Regions from separate parts of the Mus musculus genome. Here region 2 is linked to region 1. A link is a contact called in public HiChIP or PLAC-seq data. All regions are on one chromosome and are shown on one strand. The core of a region is the stretch at or near the end of the contact, and the rest is flanking DNA. Distances in the headings are between cores, read along the strand shown.

The links. HiChIP or PLAC-seq counts read pairs in DNA pulled down with a chosen protein or histone mark.
Region 2: a contact with region 1 is called in an H3K27ac HiChIP or PLAC-seq map of trophoblast stem cells, with 4 times the contacts expected there. The contact joins two enhancer-like sites. A contact is called at or near these places in 1 of 484 Hi-C or Micro-C datasets (bone marrow-derived macrophages), 2 of 115 datasets of contacts at active chromatin or transcription factors (embryonic stem cells and trophoblast stem cells) and 2 of 9 other capture datasets (adipose tissue and pancreatic islet).

What each region holds. Positions count from the first base shown.
Region 1 is chr9:120,736,370-120,742,599 of GRCm38.p6, forward strand. No RefSeq gene overlaps it. Among named protein-coding and RNA genes, the nearest start is that of Gm39458, 64 kb to the left of the region's middle. Within about 2 kb of position 3,117, at least 178 of the 459 cell types and tissues checked have an H3K27ac peak or open chromatin away from gene starts, as enhancers often do. A contact at or near this core is called in trophoblast stem cells, where this site is marked.
Region 2 is chr9:120,959,773-120,966,002 of GRCm38.p6, forward strand. It overlaps Ctnnb1 (catenin (cadherin associated protein), beta 1), which reads left to right. Exons shown (of 15, transcript NM_007614.3): 15 at 1-735. It overlaps Ulk4 (unc-51-like kinase 4), which reads right to left. Exons shown (of 37, transcript NM_177589.3): 37 at 4,682-4,836. The coding sequence ends at 4,773. Among named protein-coding and RNA genes, the nearest start is that of Mir7090, 7.8 kb to the left of the region's middle. Within about 2 kb of position 2,354, at least 97 of the 459 cell types and tissues checked have an H3K27ac peak or open chromatin away from gene starts, as enhancers often do. A contact at or near this core is called in trophoblast stem cells, where this site is marked.

The sequences.
Region 1 (6,230 bases), core at 1,867-4,366:
CAATCTGTTCTCAAGAGGACAGAGACCACTGTTGTAGAGGAGCGGGGTTAGTGACAAGAGAAGTTTCCGACAGGGAGAACACAGTGCTGAGCAAAAGCTTTGGGTCTTTGCTCTGTCCTCATCCCTAGCAACAAACCTTTCAGAGCTTCTGGTTTTTTTTTAAATATAATCTTGTTTGCTTTTATGTGCACATGTGTATGTGTGTGCCTTCTTTTATGTGCACATGTGTATGTGTGTGCCTTCCTGTCTGTTTGTTTACCGTGCGTTTGCAGTAAGTGTTCTTGGAGGCCAGAAGAGAACATCAGACTTCCTAAAACTTGAGAGCTGGAGTTACAGACAGCTGTGAGCTGCCATGTGGGTGCTGGAAATTGAACCCTGGTCCTCTGCAAGAGCAGCAGGTGCTCATAACCACCTAGCCATTTCTGCAGCCCCAGAGCGTCTGATTTTTCTAGGAGGATAGAGTGAAGATTTCTTCAAACTTTTAAAATTTATTACTGAAGTTTTCATGAAACACTCCATTTAAGGCTTTGACCCCATCATTTTATGCAAAGTTTTAGCAATTGAATGTTCCAGGGGTCTTACTGCTCATTAATTTAAAAATACAAACAAACAAACAAGCAAGCAAAACCCAAACAAACAAAGTTTGAAAAGAGTACCCTGGCATGAGTTCTCAAAGTGTCAGAGACAGAGAGCTTTAGGGAGGGAGAACGGATTGGTTTTGTTTCCTTTGTGTATGTATAACTTGGAGAAAAACTCGGAACAGGATATCCAAGGATAAATTTCATCCTTTATATATTTAAAAAAAACAATTTTTTTTTAGCCAGTATTCTTATCCTGGCCCCACTTCCTGTCCTGTCTACCTCCTGACTGTGGATGCAATGTGACCAGTCAGACCCCACAGCTGCTGCGTGCCTCCTTATCCACACAGAAGACTGTATTTTCTCAACGGTGGGTCAGAGTAAACCCTTCCTCTCTTCCTGTGCTTTTCAGGCATTTGGTCTCAGCCAGGAGAAAAGCGGCTAACACAGTTTAGCAGCAGGGAAAGGTCTCCCAGGGTAGCCTTGTCTTGTCTTGTTTGTTTGTTTTTAAGGGGAAATTATCTGAGAAATACTACATGGGAAGATAAAAGCATACAGGAAAGAGCTGTTTTGTGATTGGTTCAAAAACCTGTCTAAATAAGGATAAGAATCTTTGAATTTAAATCTGCACATGGATGACCTCAGGGAGCTAAAAATAACCATGATATGAATGGAGTAGCATTGAGCCGGGCTGTGGTGGTGGCTGTGGTGGCCCTGACCTTTAATCCCAGCACTGTGGAGGCAGAAGCAGGCAGATCTCTGAGTTTGAGGCCAGCTTGGTCTACAGAGGGAGTTACAGAACAGCCAGGGCTACACAGAGAAACCTTGTCTAGAAAAACAAACAAATAAACAACAAATAAAAATAATGGGGTAGTGCTATTGTGGCTTTATGTGGTATACACACACACACACACACACACACACATACACACGTACATATCTACAACTATATAAGTGTATAAAGTTGGCCTTCATAGGCATATAGACTCAGGAATATTCAGTGTCCAATTCCTGCTGTTGTGACTTGGATAGGTGTGGTAGGGTGGTGGGCCACAAACCCACTACACAGGAGCCTCGATCTACTCAAGACTGAACTACATAATCTATTCAGAGAGTGACCTCTCTGCTCTTAGCTCAACCAGCCAGCTGGAGCTGTACAGATAAGAGGCAGTAAGATTTCTCAAAGAGGGGAGGAGTTTATAGACAGGAGGCCAGCAGTGTGTGTGTCCCTGGGGAAAGCTGGGAATGATTTCTGAGCCACATGACTAGGGAGAGAAAAGATTGGTTAGGAGCAGCCTGGCTAGGTCAGACTGCAGATGCTGGGGCAGACTGGAGGATCTGTCACATCCACAGCAGGTAGCTCCTTTTCACCTCCAAGGAAACCAAGTTCCTGCCCACAACCTCTGCAGGGCTGAATACAGGTATTTGTATAAGGTTTTCAAAGATGTTGTTTATAACAGCAGCAACAACAAAAAGCCCAACAATATTGTGCACTGATGTTTAATGAGCCCTGAGTTTCCAGCATTTCTCACATCTACAAAATCACATTCGGGCCCTGGGATCCCATATCCAATAGCTGCTGTGATGTCCAGGGAGACAGAATCTACAAACTTTTAAGTATCAGTCACCACTAGCTTCAGGGTTTAGCACCCCTGCTCAGCCATGAGAATGTAGCCAATCTAGGATGGGACGAGGTCCTTTACTCTATGGAAGGTCCCAAAACAGAAACCCACCCTGGCTTCTCTTGAGAATTTACAATGTATGTTTAAAGAGAACGTTCTGGAAACAGTGTTTCAGTGACTCTTAACCAGTGGCTGTAAGTCAGAGAACTGTGGAAGGCAGCCCAGGGGACCTGCTGGGAGGGGACAGGGTCTTTCTCCATCCTGCTGGGAGGGGACAGGGTCTGTCTTTCTTGATCTGGACCTCATGTTTGCTCCTGGGTGGTTCTCTGCATGGGCTGCTTTTCTCTCTCTGTTCTTTCATTTATTTGCTTCTGGTCAGGGTCTCATGCACCCCAGGCTGCCCTTGAGCTTCCTACATAGCCAAGGATAGTCTTGAACTCCTGATCCATCTGCCTCTACCTCCCATGTGCTAGGACTACAGACATGAGCCACTACACAGTTTATGCATTGTTGAGATTCGAACCCAGGGCTCCAAATATGCTAGATCTCTTTATATTACAGGTGGGATTCATTTGTTGACCATGCTAACCCCATGTCCCTGAGAGGGACTACTATTACAGGGTACAGCCTTGTGTGAAGGTGAAGGTAATTTCAGCGCCAGCCGTGAGTCAGGCATAGGTCTACATTCCAGAGAGCAGAGTCAGAGCCCGTGCTGGAGAAGAGAACTCCTGGGCCTTGGCCTGAGTTCCTACTTCTCTGCTCAGCTCATGATCCCTCCTCACATCCCACAGTCACAAGGCCAGGCTTCTAGAAAAGCCCCCCTCCCCCATGTTTTATCTGGCAGAACACTGGGACAATAACTGGACTAGCTTCAACTGACCAGGAAACCAAAGCCCTACAGAAAGACGCCTCATGAGTCCTGCCAAACTTCGTGTTCCCTGCCAGTCCCGGGCTGGCTGGACAAACAGCCTTGCCAGGGTTTGCATTTGTGAGGAGGGCGAATGTGCTGTGTGGAACCACAGAATGGAAGTTATGTACTTTCGGGGAAACAGTACAAGCAAACTCAGGCTCGGTTTCCATTATGCGGCTTCTGAAAGGGCTTCACCTCCTGCGTGGAAGGGAGTGGGCTCTGGGGCAACAAAGGCGTTGCCTCTGTGGCTTTTCTGAAGCAGTATGTGTGTGCTTGTCAAAACATACCTTTCCTGCGAACTTTGAAGACAGGGTCTGTCTGCCTGCCAGAAAGGGGAAGAGAGAAAATTCCACTCTGCAGCCCCTTTGGCCTGTGCACAGGGCAGGATCCTCTCTCACAAAGGCATTCCTTCACAGTTGCAAAGCCAGCTTCCCCAGAGATTTCCCACCACCGCAGTCTGACTGGGTCTGGAGGGTGGAGAGCTGGCACAGGGATGTTTTCTCCATCATGAAACAGAAAGGTAAATAAAGCTCTGCTCCGTGGAGGGCCAGGGCCCCCAGGGCTTAGGGAATTGTGAAGCAAGTGTCCGTTAAAAACTCCTCCTTTCTGTGGCTGCAATCATCCCCTTCAACTGCTGTAGCCCCTCTGATAGGAGTAGGGAAACCTCCGAATTGGGAGATAACCTGGGCCTGTAGCTGGAGCAGAGCTTTCAAACCCCACATGGCATCGAATCAGCAGATTGTCTGTCCAGACCTCCCTATCTTAGAAGTTTGATCTGCAGTCAGCCTCTCTCTGGAGTCACAAGAGGACCTCCAATCAAAGCAAAGTTCCAGTCAGGTGGGACCCTATCTACAGTACACAGCACAGGCATTCCCTCCTACTACTCAGTGGCCCCATTTCCTTGCTGGCTCCAGATTCTCAGCTCATAATTAGGGCTGAGGGTGAGGGAGATAGCAGTTAAGTATCTCCTGTGCAAGCCTAAAGACTTGAGGTCAGCCTCCAAAAATCAGGCACAGAAGCGAACATCTGTAATCCCCGTGCTGAAGGGGCAGGGCTGACACAGGAGCAGTCCAGGACCCTCCTGGACAGCCAGTCTTGCTGAAATTGGTGAACTTTCAGTTCAAAGAGAGACCTTGTCTCCAAAAGTAAAGATGGATGTCATTTGAGAAAGACATCTGGGATGCTGGCCTCTGGCATTCATGCATACATATGCATACATACATGCATACATATGCATACATACATGCAAACAAGCACACACATGTATACACATACACAGGAAATAATAAAAAAAAGAAAAACAAACTGCTTTGATTAATGTCTAATTCATTGTACATTCACATAGCCTTCATTAAAGGGCTTGAAAAATGACACCCTGAAATAGCTAAATGTAACCCCTTGCTTTATGTTTGTTTAGCTAGGAAATTTTTCCCTTATAGCCATCACAAAGTTGAACTACTTCACTCAGCCCCAGCGGCCTGACACAACTCATGGTGAATTCAAAGGAGGTCACTATTTTCTGAGGTCAACTTTATTTTTTTCCTAAGTAGAAGTTTAGTGCCACAGCCTTCCAGTATGGCGTCTGTTTGACTCACTGTGTTTGCCCGCATACCAGGCGGACCTCAGGAAGCTACAGAAACAATGTAGCAAGGATAAGGGTGAGACCACTTAAGGAAATAGTATCTGGTCAGAAACCTGAATTGTTTTCTGCTGGCAGAGGCTGGGCAACATGTAAAAGCTGGTTTCCTGTTGCACATAACTTTTAAAGATTGATTTATTTGTGTGTATACCTGAATGAGATTATGCATACCATCTGCCTGCGGTGTCCTCAGAGTTAAGGTTATGAGCAACTGTGAGCCACCTGATGTCAATGCTGAGAACCAAACCCAACTCCTCTGGAAGAGAAATAGGTCCTCTAACCCTGGGCCGTCTCTCCAGTCCTCTATATAGATTTTACTATTATAAAATTTATTGAACTGGTTTTTTCTTCCTTCCTTCCTTCCTTCCTTCCTTCCTTCCTTCCTTCCTTCCCTTTGTTGGCATTTTGCCTGCATGTATATCTGTGTATAGAGCTTGAATCCTGGAGTTACAGAGCTGTGAGCCACCATGTGGCTGCTGGGAATTGAACCTGGGTCCTCCCCAGCCCCCCTTATCAAACTGATTTTCAGTGCCCTGTTCTCTTATTATTCTGGAGTGGCAGCTCAGCGGATAAGAGCACTGGCTTCTCTTGTGGAAGACTTGGCCTGGTTCCCAGTGCCCACATGTGAGTCACAATCACCTTTAACTACAGTTCCAGAGGATCCAATGCCATCTTCTGGTGTCCGCAGGAACCAGGCACATATGTGATGTGTGTTTATGCAGACAAAACACTTACTTACAACATAAAAATTAAAACAAAAACTTTAAAGAGAAGGGCTAGCCCCTGAATCCCAAGGCATCCAATTGCCCAATCCAGAGACTGGGACAAGGAAAAGCATCCAGAGTTACAGAATTGGTGAGCAGTAGTCCCGAGACTCAACCCTGACCTAGGATGCTGTCCTGCTTTCTGTTGCTCTGATCAAACACGCTGATAAAAGCATCTTGGGAGGAAAGGGTTTATTTGGTTTACACTTCCAGGTCACAGACAGTCATTGGAGAGAAGTCAGGGCAGGAACTTGAAGCAGGCACCTTGGAGAGATCCTGCTGGCTGGCTCCCTCTCAGGGTTAGGCTCTGCTAGCTTTCTTACACAGCCCAGGACCGCCTTCCCAGTGCCACCTATAGTGGGCTGAGCCCTCTGGAATCAAGACTATCCTTTACAGCCATGCCCAGTGGCCAGTCACACCTGAGAAACCCATCAATGGAGACTCCTTTCTTAGGTAACTGGAAGATATGGTCAGCTGACAGTTAAGGTTCCCCAGAGCTTGTAAACTCTAGGGTGCCTGTTTATTACCACGGCCTCAGTGGAAGACAGATTCTGACTCGGGAGTGAAGTCCTCCCTCTTAGCAAGGTCTTTCCCGTGGGCAAATCAATGCTGTCAGTCAAGGATCACAGTGAAAAGCAGATGTCCTGATGCTGTAACAACAAAATGGTTTCAGGTATCATAGCAGAGAAAGAAGGGTTCCCTATGGCCCCACAGAGG
Region 2 (6,230 bases), core at 1,104-3,603, 220 kb after region 1:
CTCTCTATACAGCTGTAGTGTCTGAACGTGCATTGTGATTGGCCTGTAGAGTTGCTGAGAGGGCTCGAGGGGTGGGCTGGTATCTCAGAAAGTGCCTGACACACTAACCAAGCTGAGTTTCCTATGGGAACAGTCGAAGTACGCTTTTTGTTCTGGTCCTTTTTGGTCGAGGAGTAACAATACAAATGGATTTGGGGAGTGACTCACGCAGTGAAGAATGCACACGAATGGATCACAAGATGGCGTTATCAAACCCTAGCCTTGCTTGTTCTTTGTTTTAATATCTGTAGTGGTGCTGACTTTGCTTGCTTTTATTTTTTGCAGTAACTGTTAGTTTTTAAGTAGTGTTATGTTCTAGTGAACCTGCTACAGCAATTTCTGATTTCTAAGAACCGAGTAATGGTGTAGAACACTAATTCATAATCACGCTAATTGTAATCTGGAGACGTGTAACATTGTGTAGCCTTTTGTATAAATAGACAGATAGAAATGGTCCGATTAGTTTCCTTTTTAATATGCTTAAAATAAGCAGGTGGATCTATTTCATGTTTTTGAACAAAAACTTTATCGGGGATACGTGCGGTAGGGTAAATCAGTAAGAGGTGTTATTTGAGCCTTGTTTTGGACAGTATACCAGTTGCCTTTTATCCCAAAGTTGTTGTAACCTGCTGTGATACAATGCTTCAACAGATGCGGTTATAGAAATGGTTCAGAATTAAACTTTTAATTCATTCACTTGTGTCATTTTGTTTGTTTGTCGTGAGATGGTTGCTCAGGGTGATGAAGGCGCCCAGCTTGCCCAGGGGAAGGAAGGGGCGCTGTCGGGGTACCCGGGCTGTCTGGGTAGAGAAGGACCAAGTCTGGATGGGAGTGCTCGGTGACCCTTAGCAGTGTCACATCAAAACCCAGGCAAACCACAGGAAGGAAGCCTTTGTAGGCCTTGAATATTGTCACTGGCTGACTGCACTTCTGACCAAAGGGCTGAGGAAGCCTGTGTAACCAGCCCTTCAGCTCACCCTCTCGCCCAGGAGCAGGCAGGCTTCCTGCAGTAGTCTCTGTGCTACACTGAGCAGCAGCTAGAGCTGGAGCTGACTAAGCTGACTAAGCCTCCTTAGGCTGCTGCCGTCCCACTGCAGGAGTGAGGCTCTGCCTGGGTTTGAACTTAAACATCATTGCTAGTGAGGCTCACTTGGAGAGGACAACCCTTCTAGTCATTTCAACCAGTAACCGTGTTTATCTGATCTTAAAACCAAAATGGGCTCCTTCCCTGTGGCCTGCCAGATGATCTGTCATTTTGGTGGTAGGTCTGTCAAGCAGACTTTGTACACATTTCCTACAAAGAAAGATGTGTTACAACTCGTGGTTGGGTTTTCTAAAAAGTGAGAATTTGTGTTGTGCTTTCCTGAGTCTTAAGATTGTGCCTGTTAAATTCACAGGAGGAAGAGGGTCCTGTGAGGAAGTCCTCAGAGATACCTTGGTGGGGTCCGGCTAACAGGGGTAGAGCTTTACTCCAGTCACCCTTTTATGTGAGGGACCGCAGCAGGGTATTCCGTATGGTGGTAGTTCTGGAATACCTAGAAGCACAAGGATGATACAGAGCCAAGTCCTACCTGCAGAGGTGGCAAAGGGACAGAAGTGCAGATGGGTGCTGTCTGAGATGTAGGCATGCCTCACGGGCAGTGGTTGGAGGCTTGTAGGAAAGCAAACACCATACTCTACTAGCACTTTAGCACACTCGGTAGGGCAGCATTCACAGAGGCATGCCTGGAGGGGTGAGGTGCACAGGATGCTGGCAGGCACCCACACGTCTGAAGCAATGCTGTAGGTGGGAGCTCCTAAGCAGCTGTCCTGGTTCTGACACAGGTGCAGGTGAAGGGAAGGGAAGATGGGGCTTCCAGAGCAGCTTTCTGACTGCAGCTCCAGTTTTGAGCTGTCCTTGGGAGCTAGACACCTGACTCCTTCCTCTGCAGCAGCCACCACGCCAAGGGCACAGATGAGGTACTTTGATCTGGGTCCTGATAGTGAAAGGTGCTGGCAAGATAAGCAGCTGCTCTTGATCTGACAGGTCTGATGGCTGTCTGTTCTCTAGAGAGAGATCTTCTACCACACTGCCTCCTGAAAGTAGTATCCTGAGTACAATTATAAACTGGTGAGATCTGAAGGAGAAGGCAGCATTGTGGAATGTGGTCTGTCCATTCTCCTACCCCTGACTCCTCAACTGCCAACATTAGAAGAAGTTATAGGTCTCTTCAGTCAGTGGTGAGGCCAAGCAAGCAGCCCCAGAGAGGGCTGGCTCAGCAGGCGAAAACCTGGTCATCCTAGTTGGAGTTCTGGAGCCTGTATTTTTAAAAAGCCAGATGTGGCAAGAGAAACCCTGCCTCAGGCTGGTGAGATGACTCAGCGGGTCAGAGTTGATCCAGGTAGCAGAGGGGAAGCCAACTTCCCCATTCCACAAGCAGCAGTGGTACCCAGTAAATGAAAGTGAGATTGTGTTTTTAAAAAGGCACTGTCTTCACAAAGTGGAAGGCAACGGACCCCAGAGAGCAGTGCACTGGGGTGGACAGGCACACAATTTTTCAAAAGGAGAGGCAAAGACCTCTTAGACTGGGAAGAGTGCCATTTGTATTTCCAAGAGATCTTCATGAACAATAGAAACCACACCCTGTGTCTGTTTGGGGTGGGGCCAGCAGACTGTAAGCCAGATATTCTCAAGAGCTTGAGGTGCTGTCAAAGGCAGAGCATTGTGGGTAATAGAAACTCCCAACAGCTAAATAAGCTGTCACATGGCCATTTTAGTGAGCATTCAGTAAAAGACTCCAGTGTGGCTGAGTGCATCAATAGAAAAGTAGAACATGGCTGCTGCCCTTGGGGCATATGGGGTCTTGAACAGAGCCACTACAAAAACAAAGAGACTACCTGCTGCACAAGGTTGAGTAGCATCTGTGATTCTGGGCCTGTTGCCTCTTGGTTAAAGCTGCTAGTCACATCCTCTACCACTGGGGTCCCAAGCTTCTGCCTAGGCCAACCATATGACCAAGAAAGTCACAAGAGGCCAATGATTCTTTGCCTTCTTGTGCTGCCTTTGAGGTTACCACAGCTGAGCCACCCGGACTGTGGCTGGTTTTTCAGTGTCTGGGGAAGGGAGTAAAGGCCGTTTGTGAGCTGGCTGGGATGGGGGAGCAAACCCTCCACTCACCTTGTGCAGCAGCTCTCTGCTGGAATAGAGCACAGGATATGCCAGCCCAGGGTCCCCGGAGTCTGTGAGTGCACACAGAAAACAAAAGATGGCCACCACAGCTACCTAGGTATCCTCAGGGCAGCTGTGGCCACTTACTTTCTGGTATTTCTTGAGGGCAGCACAACCAGCCCCTACTTTCAGGCTATGGTTTAGGGCAAAGGCTTGAGCTGGGGCCAGCCGCCTGCCTGGTGCTCTGCTTCTGTCTGTGCCTGGTGTGCTTAGTGGCTGCTGGAGTTAGGGAGTGAGGCTGCAGTGCAGGCTGGAGCCTGGGCCAGCACAGGGCAGGGAGGCGGGGCAGAGGAGGAGCTGTGCTTGCCTCCTTCCCCCCACTAGCCAGTGTGTTCATCTATTCCACAGTAGTTTATAAGCTTGGGGAGCAAGCCATATCACCTTGAGTGGGAGAAGCAGGGAATGGGAGGCGTGGGCGGTGGCTGCCAGGCCTAGTGTCTAGCAAGACAGCAACCCTGCTTCACACCCCAGGCCCCTTGCCTGTAAAATCACCTGGCAGAATGTCCTGGAATGTTAAAGCCTTCCTGGTTTAGATTGTTCTATGTTCTTCTGAAAAGGGGAGAGGAAGAGGAATGTCTTGTTGTTTTGAAGCAGCTTCTAGCAAGATTCCAGAACTCAAGCACTGGGCAGAAAGGGGAGCTAAGACCCGAACCTGCTTCCTTAGGACACTTAGCCACAATCACTGCATAATGCAGCCAGGCCAGGTCCACATGGGCACACAGCTTGGTGAAAGACCACTCTTAGCTGCATGGAATCCTTAGTGCTTCTGTGTCTGTCACCTCATCCAATTCCTGCTCAGGACAGTGGAGCCCTGAGTCCAGTCATACCAAGGGGCCTTGTAGGCAAGAGGAGGGCCTGCCTGGCCCAGGAAGCTGAGGCCTTTGCGGTTGGTTGGGCATGGTATGGCTGTTTTCATCATGGGGCTAAATGGGAGCTGGCAGGCTCTCCATATCACCGTGTCCGTGTCAAGGCAAGGCTGCTGCTAGCAGTAGGACCAGCTTCCCTACTACAGAAGGGGCCCTCTGCCCACTGGCCCAACCTGGGCCAGCTGCTTCTGGACATGGCTCATGTGTGCACACTCCTCCCCAGAATTGTCACTTGGCACATGGCATAGATTGTAAGGAATGAGGGCCAGTTGGGAGAAGCAAATGTGCCCTGACACCAGCATCCCCACAACTGCTGGACTCTAGTGTCCTGCACTCCTGCATGCAAACTGAACTTGCTGTGCGTGCAAGTCTCACCCAGGCCTCCCTAGGATTCTTGGAATTCTCTGTCCTTGAAAAGGAAGTGGCCATGCAACACCAGAGGAAAGTGGGGCTTAGACAGGCCTGCTCCCTAGCTGCTGCTAAGGGCTGTGGCTCACCTGAGTGGAGGCCACTTGACCTCCACATAGAGAGGAATAGGTCAGTCAGTGAGAGGGTTTGACACATGAGGTTCTGGCCCATTGATTTTATTAGCTCCACTTGAGACTGGTGAGAAAGGATGGTGTGGGATCTGACCACACTGTGCCACAGGATGGCCGTGTCTAATGCCCAACTGCCTGGAGGAGTTCCAGGGCCAAGGAAGCCACGATAGTGTCGACGGGTGAGCTGTGGAAGAGAAAAGTAATGTATAGGGGTCAAACCTCCTAATGAGGCTGGGCCTCTCCACTGCACCTCAGCCCAGGCCCTGGGCACCACCAGCCATTTGAGTCTGCCTGTGCGAGTTGGTGGACAGGTGTAGCCAGCCTGCCCAGCCCCTGGTTCCTAAATCTCTCTCTCCACCCTGACTCTAACCCCTTCCTCTCTGCACTGCCAGCTCCTGTCCACTGTGGGCTCTCACCTCCATGCACTGTGGGATAATACTAGGAGACTGCAAGTGGGCAATTAGGAGCTTAAAACAGAAACTTTGTTTTGTTTGAGAATGCATGTAAACCTGGCTAGGAACAAAGAAAAACATGGCACTCGGCAGCCCCTGAAGAGAACGTTAGACCACGGGTGGCACCCCCAAGGCAAGGAAATAGCTGTTTGTGCGTAATGGGGTGGGTGGTGGGGTGCCGCATGAAAGCTGCAGTCCATCGGACAGGGCTGCCACCGAGGGACAGTGCCATGAATTCCTGTTCTGCGCATCAAAGGCCCTGAGGGGTGGTGGAATGTCTTTGAACTTGGCCTGCTTCTGGCAGAGTCCGGGACAGTCCTGTGGTGCCACGCTGCCCACCAAAGCCCCAGAAGGGCTGGCATGGATGGAAGGCCAGCCTCCTGGCAGGGCAGTCTGAGCAGAGCAGTGCCACCCACTCATCCGGCCTTTGCAGGTGGGGACATCTGAACAAACCCTGAGAGACAAGGCAAGGTCTGCCTATGTCCTGGGGGTGGGCGGAAAGGTTACACACTGCCTTGCAGAACGTTAAGCCTCGTTTGGACACATTTGATCCAAATTTAGGTCCAACACAAAAATAAGCTACCTTTGGTCTCAGGGCAAAGAGCCCCAGCAGGTGTAGAGACCCAGATGGCTGGCAAGGAAGGGCTTTAGGGAGCTAGCTGACCACCTCCCTCTTCAGTGGCTCAGCCATCCTGAGCACTGGTCAGCACTGGTGGCTGTCCCTGGCCTCTGCCTCACACCAAGGGGCCCAGCAGATGAGAAGGACGGCACTATCCAAGCCAGCCTCTCTTCCTAACCCCACAGGACTGGATGTGAGCTGCTGCATAGCATCAACCTCACAGGCCACAGCTACAGCTTCCTTCATATGGATACAAACCCCAGATACTGTGTGTGAAACCAAACAATGGAATGCCAGATACCAGTGAAGGCTGGGCTCCCTTTAGAAGTGGCTCTTCCCCAGAGTAGGGGATGCAGGGACCAGAGCCATCTCCCTGGGCTCTGTGCTCACCAAGCCTCACCCTAGCCAGGCTGCAGCACTGAACTGACTGGTGGGGTTGTCAGCAGTAACCCTGCTTTCCAGATTAGGTACCTACCACTCAGAGGCTGTCAGTCCACCAAGTGTCAT